Regions from separate parts of the Mus musculus genome. Here all the other regions are linked to region 3. The links are chromatin contacts, called in public HiChIP or PLAC-seq maps. All regions are on one chromosome and are shown on one strand. Each heading gives the region's core, a stretch centred on a gene start, on an enhancer-like site or on the middle of the called end of the contact. The rest is flanking DNA. Distances are from core to core; before and after follow the strand shown. Region 1 overlaps Micu1 (mitochondrial calcium uptake 1). Region 2 overlaps Micu1 (mitochondrial calcium uptake 1). Region 3 overlaps P4ha1 (procollagen-proline, 2-oxoglutarate 4-dioxygenase (proline 4-hydroxylase), alpha 1 polypeptide).

Region 1 (4,412 bases), core at 361-2,860, 440 kb before region 3:
CTTTTTCACATTTAAGAAAATGCTTGCTCTGGTCTTCTCTCAACACTTTGACAAGAATAAGGCAGGTCATACTGTATATAGATTTTTTCCCTCAAAGAAAAAATATTAGTAAAATACCTTTACCTTTATAACCAACAGTTGTATTACTTTACAAGGGAGGAGGCTGCTCATAGGTCTTTTTTCTTAAAATATAAACAAACAAAAAACCTCCTTTAAATATGTACTTTGCTTGTTAAAGTTATAAATACTTAAAGGAGTAAAGTACCTTTTATTGAATAATTCAAGCTAAAACCGAGAATGGAATAAGAAACTATAAATTTATTATTATCTCTATTTTGCTTTGTAGAAGCAAAAGAGTAAAAGAGAAGCAATCCCGATGAAAACTCTGCTTTGTTTGCTTGCATGTAATTAAGAGTCAACTCTGTGGGGCTTTGAGGTTAAGAGTACTGGCTGTTCTTCCAGAGGACCCGGGTTCAGTTCCCAGCACCCACCTGGCAGCTCACACCTGCCTGTAACTTCAGTTCTAGGGGATCTGACACCCTCACACAGACAGACAAGCAGGCAAAATGCCAATGCACATCAAATAAATAAATAAATTGTGAGGAAAAAAGAAAGAATCAACTCTGGACCCGGCAGCTTGGTAGCACGTGCCTACAAACCAGTACTTGGAAGGCAGAGCCAGGAGACTAAGTTTGAGGCCAGCATGATGTACAAAATGTGTAATCAACCCAGCCAGGTCTATGCTAAGAAATCCTGTCTCAAAAAGCCAGGATCAAAAACAAAAGCCAAGACAAATACAGGCTGTGAGGACAACCAAGCCCAGCTGGAGGCCTTCCTGCCCCGTCCTTTTCTGTAACCACTTGGCCTTTGTCTCTCACAGGCAATGTGATCCCTGCCTGCACTGTTAGAGCAAGAAACGGTACACACAGTTATGCTTGGATGGATCCAAACATGATTCTAGGGGCTCCTTAGGCACTCTGAAATTAACCCCTCTGGGCTAGACTATAGTGTTGTGCACAGTGCACAGTGGCAGAGCACTCGCCTGGCTTGGGCCAGACTTAGGTTAGACCCAACACTGAAAGCAATAGCAACAGGCAGGCAAGCCAGCTGGTACATAAATACATTTGCCACCAAGCCCAAGAACTTGAACTTAATCCCCAGATCTCATAGATTAGAAGAGTAAATTTTAAAAAAGTATTAATCTCATTTTCTCTAATCCTTAACAATTTATTTATTTGGATTATGTGTGTGTGTGAGACGAATGTGCAGGCCCATGTGCTATGGCCCACTTGTAGGGATCGGACAACCCCGTAGAATCAGTTCTTTCTTTTCACTGTGGGAATAAGCAAAAGAAACTTAACCTAAGTGCTACCATTTTGTTTTCACATTCCATTTAATCATAGGAGAAACTAAATAAAGGTCCCAGGTTCTAGGAGAGCTAGGAACTTCCCAATAGCTGAACAGCTTCTCTTAGTGAGAAGGCTCGGCTGATTCCATGACAGGCTTCAAACTGGCAGTTCAGGAGACGAGGCCTAAATCTCAGTTTCTAAGAACTGGGCAAGCCCAGGCAAGTCCTGCCCTCAAAGCTGCCCACCACCTGGCCCGAGGCAAAGACAATGGGTCGGCAGCAGTTTCCAGACTTCACACCTTGAAAATGGTTCCAGAAAGTCTAGAGGTGGAGTAAGACAAAGGTCATCTATCCCAGAATTCCAATGTGTTTTAAAGCGAGCCTTCTTCAGGCTCACGTGATTGTCTCTCTATCCTGGTAATGGGAGAATGCTGGACTTCTGAAGAATAAAACACTCTGCGCTTTCATACTGTTTTGAGTCTGGGGTTTCATTCTTCGGGGAAGCATGGACCCTTACATTATAAGGAAAAAGTTGTCCCAGTCCAGACATCTCAAGGACAACCTCTCCATCTTGCTGGCAGGGTCAAACAAGGTCATGTTCCAGGCCCAGGAACCGACTCCTATCCTGATTGGTGAAAACTCCCTTGCTCAACCCCTTAAGTCAAAATATGACTGGACAATGCTACAGCCCACTCCGCTCCCTCTCGCTGCGTGGTCTCATCCTTTAAATGTGCTGTGTAATTTCTCTCTAGGGTCCCAGTTCAGCTCCCAAGTCTGTTCTGTGGCCCGGATCAATCAGTAGCAGCTTGATTACAGTAAATTTTTGTCGTCTGCATTGACGTGGTGTTTGAGTTAAGTTGGATTTAGTGGATCCTACGCACTACCTATATGTGGCTCTGGGGCTGGACTCAGGTCAGAAGCATCTTTACTCTCTGAGCCACTTGCTGGGTCTCTCTATTCTTATTGATAGTGGTGAATAGTTAGCCCATTTCTTTGTGCCCTGCTTTTAGGATTTTTTCCCTATTAAACAAGGTAATCTCTCTCTCTATATATATATTTGCCCAGAAACATAAGACAGTCATTAAGTGACTGGCTGATTATACACTATCCACACAGACCCCCAACTCATTTCATAATTTCTTTGTTGTATGTTCTAGTTAGTCTTTATTCTTGCATAAATTAGTTTTTTACTTTCTTTGACATGACAGTTCCTTTCCCCCAAATTAAAATTAACCATAATCTTTCAAAGAATTCTCTAGTATCTTTCATTTTGATTGACATCTTTCTTGCTACAGTCTTCAAGAAATCAATGAATATATTAACTGGAATTAGACTCGGCACCTGTCTCCAAGGAACCCTGCTCACTCATTTCTGGCAGCCTTAGATGGAATTCTTAACCTAAAAAAGAGTTTTAAGGAAGCAACTTTGTATTCTTACATCACTTCTTTAAAACTGTGTTTTTGTTGCTGTTGCTCTCAAATAGAGAAAGGGAGAGGGGAGGAATGGGACAAAGGCTGTCAGAGTGTAAGAGCACTCAGACAGGGCAGAGCTCAGCAGGTGATCGTTCTCATGATGCTGCAGCTGGCTTGGGTAACAAACAGAATAGTCTTCTCTGTCCTGGGAGTGATACCTGGGTAGCAAAGGAACCAGAAACGGACTTCTGGAGAAGGCCAAATGCTACAACTTTGGTCCTTTTCAGCCCCTAAAATCTAAACTGTGTTGAGTCCCATAGAAACCATAGCACAGGCTAAAAAGAACAAAACAAACCGAGAACCAATCATGTAAGGAACAGAAATAGCTCTGTCTGAGAGGAATTGTGAAGGTACCAGGCTCCGAGCAGACACTACCACACAGCAGCTGTGGCTGTCGACAGTATCAGTGTCTCCACCTGTGATATGGGTGTGTCCTCTCCTCTATCACATGGACTCTGATAGAGCTGATGAGAATGAAAGAAAGGCCAGCTGGTGCATGGTTTTTAATGCCAGTACTCAGGAGGCAGAGTCTCTGTGAGTTCCAGGCTAGCCAAGAGAACCTGTCTCAAATAAAAAGTTAAGATATGCAAAGTGCCTGGGTCAGAGGCAGCCACTTGTATAACATTCACAGGCGTCCCCTCCTCTCAGCCTTCTGGAAATGCAGAGTGATGGATCAAACTTCCTTTATTCTCAAAACTGCTGTTCTGAGAAAAAGGCAGAAAAGAGCAGATAAATGGAACCATAAATCTCCTCCATCTCAAGTTTTAAAGGAGACAAGGCACGGAATAAACTAGTAAGAGACAGGAAGAACGATGGAATTATAAAGCCCCAGCAAAGGTATTGAGATTTATTAATCATCTCCACTTGCCTCTTAGCAGTGATGATGAGATTTTATTTCATGCTCAGTGAAGGGAGAAATCACCCAAACTTGGAAAAGTGAAATTAGAAGTGTTTCATAAAAACAAAGCTTGCTGCCATTTCCAGATGTCTTCTCAGAAAACGATTTCAAAGTGAACGAACAGCCTTTTGGTCTCTCAGCTGGGATGCCTTGTGTGCAGCTGCCTGTGGTTTGTCTGAGGCAGAGTGACAGTAGATGCCACTGTAAGGACACTAAGACACAGCGCTGGCAGGAAGCTGTCGGGCACACAGCCCTGCGCTAGTATGATAGGGCTGCCCGGACAATATTCTGTAGCTGGGTGGCTTAAACAGCAGAAACCCATTTTGTCAGTGTTCTGGAAGGTCTACGTGTGGCCCTCTGCCTGGTTTGTGGGTGGGTGGCTGCCCAGACTGCTTCTCCATCATCGCCTCTCTGTGCATGTGTGTCCTGGTGTCTCTTGATGTGCCCATTTTTTTTTTTTCTCATAAAGGCAAATGTCAGATGGATCTATACCCATCTAGTGGCCTTCTTTGAACCTAGTTACTTGCTCCAGTACTGTATCTGACTGTATCTGAATGCAGCCATCTTCTGAGAGAGCGGTGTTAGGGCTTTGGCTTACCTTTCCATTATGGCAGCTAAATAACGTGACAGAAACAACTTGAGGGAGAAAAGCTTTTGGCTTGTGGTTTTAGAGACATTTCAGCTCATCATGGTG
Region 2 (4,149 bases), core at 1,311-3,810, 400 kb before region 3:
CAACACACAACCCACCAAAGCCGGATGAGTTCAGAGAACTGGTAGCCGTTCAGCGGAGCAGTTCGGGAGGGAACCTGAACCTTCTATTATGTTCCACTGAAGCGGGGTGGGGTGGGGTGTCCTGTGTAATGAAGGCTGTCACCGTGTTGGCTGCCATCTGAGGGAGTAGTTCAGGTCAGTTAATTTAGCCAGGCTCTGCTCCAAATATCAAGCGGCTTCAAAAAGCTTTTTTTACATCAGTAAACTTCATTGGCTGTGGAATAAAATTTGGTTGAAACTTACCGCTCTTTCCAAATCAAGCTCAGTTATCATTCAGAAAGTTCTTGAATGAAAAGCAAGCATCACTAGCGATTTACACGTCTGCAGTGGGGGCTGCCGAGGCCCAGAGGAATCTACAGTAGAGGGGTGGGGTGGAATGAGCTCCGGTGAACAGCGGAGTTTGCCTCTCCGCTGGGCAAATGGAGTCTTTATACAAAATAACCAGTCAAGGACAGCACAGGGAGACTTTTCTAGGTGCCTGAACTAAGGAGAGAACAATTACCCACAGGGTATGGGGCCGCTAAAACCCACGAAAGATGGCGTACACGTTAGTGGGAGGTCCTTCCATAAAATGAGCACAGGCTCATAACCATGTCAAACAGCTACGAACTGTCCTCACTGCCCCAGTTCTCTGGCAAGGCAAGAGACACTCAGCTAAGGGTGCTGCTGCCCCTCGGCTGTACAGAAGAGCCACTGTCTGAACGAGGGCACGACAGTCTGAGGTCCACACTCTTGCTCTGCTGCGCACCATGCTACCCCGTGACACAGAGCTGTATCTCTCACCCCGGTTCAGCATGCTTTATAACAGCTACTGGTCACTTACACATGGCTATCAGATGCGGGAGCGCACACCACGGAAATAAATGCCTTGGAAAAGAAAGAGGTCACACGCCAAAGCTAGATTTCGTTCTCGTTATTAGTTAGTGATACTGTGTGGAAAAAAAATAACTGAAGTTAATTTGTAAGAAAAAGACCATGAAAGTGATTTAAAAACCTTTGAGTACAAAAGAAGATGGGAAAATCTCTGAGGAAGAAGAAAAAATGGAAATTTTAGCAAGTTTTCAGGGATTGAACTCAGAGCCGTGCCCAGGCTGAAGCACACATTCTAGCACAGAGCTACCCCAGCAACCCAGAGGATCTGGGAAATGCTGACTCAGCACCTGGGTTCACTGTAATAATTCAATTACCCTCTGAGCTTTTTGCTCAAAAGAAAAGGCTATCATAACCAGTCCTGTTCAAATGATGCTTTATCCCCCACAGCCAATCATTACTGGCAAGAAGAATGCCTGGTTTTGTCCATGACAGAAACAACATCTTACTCAAATGGCCTGATTACCATCAGAAGGGATCCAGTTTACACACCACATGGATAGATCACTTTAAGAGTGACAGGGGCAATAAAAAGACAGACAGACAGTACTTTCCAAAATGCCAGCTGACCACATTATGACACAGTGGGACACAGAACAGCTTGATTCTAGTTTCTAAATCCAGTTATTAAATTTGCATGTTTCATATTTTCTTTCCTGAAATGAAAAATTTTCATTTATTATCAGTTTCTAACTGTGCTTTATCTGGAAGGCAGAGGCAGAACAGCTCAAATTTAAGACCAGATTGGGCAATCGCCTCAAAATCCACCATTCTGAAATCCCAAACCAAACCCCCGAACCAAAAAAAACCATCACCACCAACAACTGGGCAGAGCACACTATTGTTACTTTTATTCAAATAGTAATAAGGCAAGAACATTTGATGAGAAAAAAGTCCTATTAATGAATCAGTCTGCCTTCATTTTAGGCTTAAAGGCCATCTTTTAGTTATGACAAATTAGGTTCCTTCCTTCCCTGTTTCTCAAGGATTAGGCTATGCCCCACCTGTAATCTTAACTACAAAGGGCTTTGTCCTGCCTGTTCCAGGAAATGACAACCATGCCTTTGTTTTAAAAGGTTATTATGGCCACCTGTTGTCATGAACACCCTGCTATGATTACTTTATGGCCATGTTGCAACCCTACCTCTGTTTAAAATGTTCTTGTGACCACCTTATTTTTGCTCCTGTAACTCCACCTATCTTGTGGTCAAATCCCCCATTTGGAACCTCTTACCCCTCAGCTATAAATATCTTGTCTTCCTCATGTCCAAGGCTGACCTGTTGCACCCCGCCTTAGGGGGAGGCAGCTCATGTACATGCATTTAAAAAGCTTGCTTTAATTAACTGCTTGCTTTAATTAATTTGGCCATGATGATTTGAGTAGGCAGTGTTTCTCACATCTTTGGGATTAACACTATTTACGAATAGGTCAAATTCTAAAAGAGGCATATGAAAGTAGAATACAGCACTCAGGACAGCTCCACGGGCCCCCTACTGTGTGACCTGTCTCGTGACCTAGCTTGCCTATCCTCTTAACTGTAAAATGTAAAATGCACAGTCCCGGGAAATGATGCTACAGATGGAATGAGCAATTATGTATCAGCACGGATAGTGCCTGACAGACAAGCAAACAATGCAAAGACTTTGCCTTCCCTCGCCCATCTTCCCTCCCTCCCTTCCTTTTTCCCTGAGAGGAAGTCTCACTAGGTAGACTTTGCTGGCCTGGAACTCATTCTTTAGACTAGGCTGCCTTGAACCTTGCCTGTTTAACATAGCAAAGCCGACTGCCCGCCCACCCAAGTCTGTACTCACAAGTACCCGTCACAGTCATCCTGGCTAGTGTACCCCTTCCCCAACTTTAAACCTCCCCAGCCTTGAGTGTTGCTTCCCCAGTCCCTTTTCCTATACAGCTCAGCCGTTCTGCCTACATGTCTTCTGTGTCTCCTGGCTTGCTTTCTGGTCTGGTTCTTCTCTTGGGGTCTCGGCTTCCTGCTTCCTTCCCCACGGTCCCATGTGTTCTTTCTCTCTTGGTTTCCTCTCTCCTGTCTCTCTCACAGCCCCTACCCCTACCCTCTTCTCCTGGCCCAGTTCAGTCTGGACTCTCCCAGGCGCCTCTGGCTGTACCCTCCTCCATAGCTACAAAAAACCTTCTCTTCCGCCACACCTGGGAGGGTCACGTCCTCATTTTTCCATTCATACCCCAATAATACTAGTTAAAATATCTGTGCAAGCTTCAGGCTTCAAGAAGCCTTGTCCACAAGCTCATTCATTGTTTTGGAATCTAGTTTCTCCTGCCTTCCTTTTTAAAAATTTCCTTATTGTAAAAGACAGAAAATATAAGGGATATATCCTATTATAGATGGCATTGGTGGCTAAACAAAAATATAAATCAGAAGCAAAAATATTAAAATTCTGCCTATTTTTATCTGTATTTAGCACCAGTAAGACCTGAATTCATATATGAATTCAATAGAATGTGGACTTGACTGATTTTAAGTCTCTCAGAGGTGGGAGGGTGAAAGTGTTAGGGCCATCGATTGACAGGTGGGACTTCATAATACTTCAGTGCCTCGTACAGCCACGGAAACAGTCAACAGAGCGCAGTGGAAGCCTGCGGGCGGGGAGAACCCAGTGGCGTGTCAATAACCTTTAAAGAGCTTTGGGGGCTGAGGTTGCAGTTTAGTGGTAGAGCACATACACTTTACATGCAAGAGGCTCGTTCGATCTCTATCATAAACATGAAAGACAGACTGACTGACAGATAGGAAAGAAGGAGATGAGGGAGAAAGGGAAGGTTGGAAAGATAGGGAGGGGAGAGGAACGAGACTTGGGACGATGGTGAATGGTCTGTTTCAACGGGAATCTGCTGCTGCTGCTGTGTTTGAAACAGGATAAGAACTTAGTCATCTTTGGGAGAGAAGGCCAGGGTGACATCAAAGCTCGGCCACAGCATCCCTGCATCCCTGCTCAGGAAGCGATCACATCCGCAGCATGAAGTTCCCCCCTTCGATGTCTGAAGGGAACGTGACCGCATCTGATTCCAGGCGTGTGCTTACTTCATGTCACAGGAATAGAAAGTGCAGGGTGCATCTCTCTATATTTAGATTGCCAAGGAGGAGGAGTGAGACACAAAGGGACCCAAAGACTAGAAAACACACAAAATACGTCATACCAATTAAAGACAGCAACTAAGACTAGACACATGACACTACTGTAAAATAAAGCTCTGTTTGGAAATAA
Region 3 (4,289 bases), core at 1,218-3,717:
ATGACCTGATTCAAAATATCAATTGTCAACCATAGTGGCACTTGCCAATAGGCAAATGCTAAAGAGGATACAGCAGGATGATCAAGTCACATGCTAACTTGGGCTACACCTTAGACCTTAGACAGGGAACATATTTCAGTGGTCCAGTGCTTGCCCAGCTAGAAGCCCTAGGTTCAACGCCCAATACTACAAAGTAACCAAAAAAAATTTTAAAAAAAAGGAAAAAAAAATATGAACAAAGTTTTAATATCAAAAATGTTGATGCTGAGAAATCTTAATCTAGAGTTCTAACTTTACACCAAAAAGTACATTCATCACATTGTAGTTTTCTAGTACAAAAAAATTTATATTTCCTGTTACATAAATGCTCATGTTAAAAATAATATCTTTAGCAAAGTAGCTCAGATACAAGATTATACCATGAAAACCTGAGTTCCATCTCCATAAAAACAAACAAGCAAGCAAACAAAACCCACATCTGGCCAGGCAGTGGGGGTTTGTGCCTTTAATCCCAGCACTTGAGAGACAGAGGGAGGCAGATCTCTGTGAGTCGAGGTTAGCCTGGTCTATGTAGAGAATCTTTTGTCTCAAAAAAAATGAAACAAAACAAAATGTCTGTAACTCTAGCCCTCCTATGCAAAGATGAGAGGAGACTCGATCACCTGGAACCTCAGGGCCCAGCAGGCCTCAGTGCACAGCATGGCACACATAGAAAGTAAGACCATGCTTCAACAGGGGAGAGTGGAGAACAGGCTCACAGATGCAGAGACCCTCTGACCTCCACGTGCCCTCTGTACCATGCACACACCCAGACCCACACACACTCATCACAAAACACCTTAAAACAATTTCAAAAAATAGTAGCTTCTGATTGAATTGTTTCAGCTATTATTATACACATTAATCTAAGCAATTGATTGAGCAATTACTATCAATATAAATAACAAGATGGGCAATGTATAAAATTAAATGTTTATAACAAGATTATTTCTATAATTGTTGCATCTGTGGAAAAATATTACTTAGGGTTAGACTAAAACAATTCAGTGCAATGACATTCCTGTTTTCACTGTGATCTGAGCAGCCTTTTATCCCGTGAGCCAACAGAGAGGTCAATGCTATACTAACTCACTCAGCCCCTAACTCTGAGTTATGCAGCTGAGTTGTACCATGGTTAACTCTAAAAGTTACTTCTAAATGTTGCTAAAAGCAAGGGATTTTAAACTGACTTATAGTAGCTTCTTTGTCCTTCTAGACATTTCTTCAACAGCTACTAGTGACCCATATAGCCCCAGCTTCACGGCAGAGTTTGCCTTGGGTCTTGCTCTGGGCAGAGCCTTTTAGAAGTTCTTCCCTATCGGTTGGCACTGCCAGAGCTTCCCCTGGCATTCACTGTATACTAGTCAATGACTAGGAATTGCATGGAACTGCCTGTATCTGTCTATTGGTCCATCGTGAAAATCAAGTACACATACCAAAAGCTTGATCTGAAATCTAGGTCTTAGAAACTATATCATATAAATATGGTCAAAATTAGATCCTCAGGAAAGAGCACTCCAAATATGCCTCAAGTTCTGTCCATTCTCCCTTACCTCTTAGATACTCTGTACTGTGCTGTGGTCAATTTCCCCGTCTCAGGGTCATGTACTGTAGCTCGGCTCAGCTACAAAAAGAAAAAAGAGAAAGGACAAGGCTTACACTCCAGCAGGCTGTCTCTGGGCTTTGTTCTCTGTTTTGCCAAGCCACAGGTGATTGGAAGGATTGATTGGTCTGCCTGGTGGGTAATGGTTCGAATCATAAAACACTCAGAAAGGTGGCAAGAAGAGCCACTCGTTCGTTCGTCCGGAGAGAATCTGACTGTAAATGTATTTATTGTCCTTTCACTTTTTTAAGACTAAACCCTTTGAGGCGTATGTCAATGATCTGCAGCAGTGGGTTTCACAGGAGCTCTCCCAAGTCTAGAAGTTTAATGCTTCAAATATAGATCAACAAGTTTTCTAAATTAGTTGATCATTTTGAAACTTTCATCAAGACAAGCTGGCTTTTCTCTAAACCATCCAAGTCAACGGAGGTGGGAAGTGATTTGGAAGGCTGAGCTCAGAAGCACAGCTGCTCTTTCCAGAGCCAACTTGTAGGCCAGTGGCTTGGTTTTTGTTTTTGTTTTAATAAAAAACTTCAGACCAGATTACTCCATATGACAAGGACAGCCTGGAGGTAAAAGACAACAGCAGACAATCACCACAGGGGAGGGTGTGTGAGCAGCACTCCACCCTGGGTGAACACACTGCCTCTTTTTTCTTTCTTAATTTCACATGCTCACAACAAAGGCAAAAGAAAAGGACCAGGCAATTTCCTGAGTGTTTAATACCTGATCATGACAATGCACTTAGTTCCTGAAACTCGAGGCCAATCAGAGATTAAAAACCAGAACTTCTAGTCAAGGGAAAACCCGTGAAACACAAGCACTCATTCACGCACTGCTCTGGAGTGTATGGCGGCCACTTGAGCTGGAGACTGGAGACGATCCACTTCGGTTAAGAAGAATTCTGGTAGGATGTTCAAAACGCTCGTTAGGAGGAAAGTATGTGGCATCCAATCTTACCTTTTGCTAATTCTGTAATGTACCGTCTCCAAGGCTCCTGTTACTGGGTTTGAAATGGTGGCTCGCCTCAGCTGTGAAGCCAACCGTCAAAACAGTTGCATTACAAGACAAAAAAACGATCACATTTCCCTAACCAGCCACAATGCTGGGTTTTCTTTTCTTTCTTCTTTAAACAAAAGAAGGTGAATAGAAAATAACTCAATACCCTTCCAATCACCTTGTGTCGCGCCTTGAAAGCCAGTTAGTTTTATGTTTCTTAAAAACTATTTTACTTGCTTTTCACTGCGTGAATAGAGGTCACACAAACAGAAAAGGTTGGAATTAATTTCTTCAGTAGGATAGAACATTGATAACGTGAAGAAAAGGCTCTAAAATGCAAAGTACCATTGATATTATAAGAATGGCCATTTGTAACTAATTAATCATGGACTCTAAAACCTCAGATTGTGACTCGTGACAACATGATTAGAGGGTCCCAATATTGTCTAAAATTTATTTTAAGGTCATTCTTTCCTCTTTTCAAGAGAAAGTGTGTACTTAACAGTATGTACAGTAAAACAGCCTTTCCACAGCCATGCAGGTAAAAGGAATGCATAGTCTTAACAGAAATGCTGACAGCCAAGAGAATAAAAAAAACAAAATTTAAATGGGAGGTTGATGCTGAAATAACAGAAAAATTAACTTTCACTGCCACTAAATTTACTGCTCAAAAATAATCTCAACTAAAACATTTCCTATGAAGCCTGGGGCCTTCCATCTCAAAAGTGAATTCTTAACAAAGATTCTACCAAGAAATACTGGTAAACTGGGTCTGACTATAAATAAGGGACCGAGTTAGGAATTCTAAAGAGAATGAGAAAATATGGAATGATTTTAAGAGGTTTTCTGCTAGGCAGCCAATTTGCTATATCTCTGGACAGCACCCATTGCATCACAAAAACTACATGATTTAAGGGGGGAAAAAAAGTGTTAATTTGGAAAAATAATAAAACTTTAAAAACTTTGAAATTTATCTAAGTATATACACACCTGGCCAGCAAACCCACTAGCCAAATAAACTGCCATCAGCTTTTAGAAATAAAATCTTGATTGTACCATAACCACCTCATTTATTTTCCTATTTTCTTTGGCTGCCTTTACACCAGATGGCAGAGCTGAGCAGTCGTGACAAGAGACCACACAGATGACAAAGCCCTCTAGAACATTTGCTACCTCAGCCTTTAGAGAAATAGATCAACCTTACATGTTATGGAAGAAAAACTAATAATCAGAATGTACTTAATAATGTCTACAAAAGTTTGCATTTTATCTTTAATAAGATGTACTGTCTTAAAGAACAAGATGGTAGGAAAAGGTAAGGGCAGAGAGGTAGTCTCCACTCTACACTCTCACACAAAAGACAAGTTTCTATGCCAAACACTGAAAGTGTAGAATTTGGCATAATTCACATTCAACTACTTTTCTTACTAATACAGATTAAGGGGGCTGGAGAGATGGCTCAGCAGTTTGGAGCACTTGTTTGCAGAGCACCAAGGTTGGATTCCCTGCAGTGCAGGCAGAACACAGAAATCCTGTCCCAGAGGATCTAACTCATCTGGCCTCCATGGGCACTGCATGCACATGGTACAGACACTCATGCAAACAAAACACCCATACACATAAAAGAAAAATTTAACACAATAATAAT

Evidence for each region. HiChIP or PLAC-seq counts read pairs in DNA pulled down with a chosen protein or histone mark.
Region 1: a contact with region 3 is called in an H3K27ac HiChIP or PLAC-seq map of embryonic stem cells, with 5 times the contacts expected there. The contact joins two enhancer-like sites. A contact is called at or near these places in 8 of 39 promoter capture datasets (the C10 cell line, the HPC-7 cell line, cranial neural crest and 5 more), 1 of 484 Hi-C or Micro-C datasets (the Ba/F3 cell line), 7 of 115 datasets of contacts at active chromatin or transcription factors (acute myeloid leukemia, embryonic stem cells, epiblast stem cells and 2 more) and 1 of 9 other capture datasets (embryonic stem cells).
Region 2: an H3K27ac HiChIP or PLAC-seq map of embryonic stem cells shows a contact between it and region 3, with 6 times the contacts expected there. The contact joins two enhancer-like sites. A contact is called at or near these places in 6 of 115 datasets of contacts at active chromatin or transcription factors (embryonic stem cells, large pre-B cells and stem cell-derived neural progenitor cells) and 1 of 9 other capture datasets (embryonic stem cells).

Annotation. Positions count from the first base shown.
Region 1 is chr10:59,792,484-59,796,895 of GRCm38.p6, reverse strand. The region is part of intron 8 of Micu1 (mitochondrial calcium uptake 1); the gene reads right to left. Among named protein-coding and RNA genes, the nearest start is that of Gm17059, 5.6 kb to the left of the region's middle. Within about 2 kb of position 1,610, at least 15 of the 459 cell types and tissues checked have an H3K27ac peak or open chromatin away from gene starts, as enhancers often do. A contact at or near this core is called in embryonic stem cells, where this site is marked.
Region 2 is chr10:59,752,157-59,756,305 of GRCm38.p6, reverse strand. The region is part of intron 5 of Micu1 (mitochondrial calcium uptake 1); the gene reads right to left. Among named protein-coding and RNA genes, the nearest start is that of Gm17059, 46 kb to the left of the region's middle. Within about 2 kb of position 2,560, at least 16 of the 459 cell types and tissues checked have an H3K27ac peak or open chromatin away from gene starts, as enhancers often do. A contact at or near this core is called in embryonic stem cells, where this site is marked.
Region 3 is chr10:59,352,724-59,357,012 of GRCm38.p6, reverse strand. P4ha1 (procollagen-proline, 2-oxoglutarate 4-dioxygenase (proline 4-hydroxylase), alpha 1 polypeptide) reads right to left here. Exons shown (of 15, transcript NM_001316371.1): 9 at 1,593-1,663. Among named protein-coding and RNA genes, the nearest start is that of P4ha1, 32 kb to the right of the region's middle. Within about 2 kb of position 2,467, at least 9 of the 459 cell types and tissues checked have an H3K27ac peak or open chromatin away from gene starts, as enhancers often do. A contact at or near this core is called in embryonic stem cells, where this site is marked.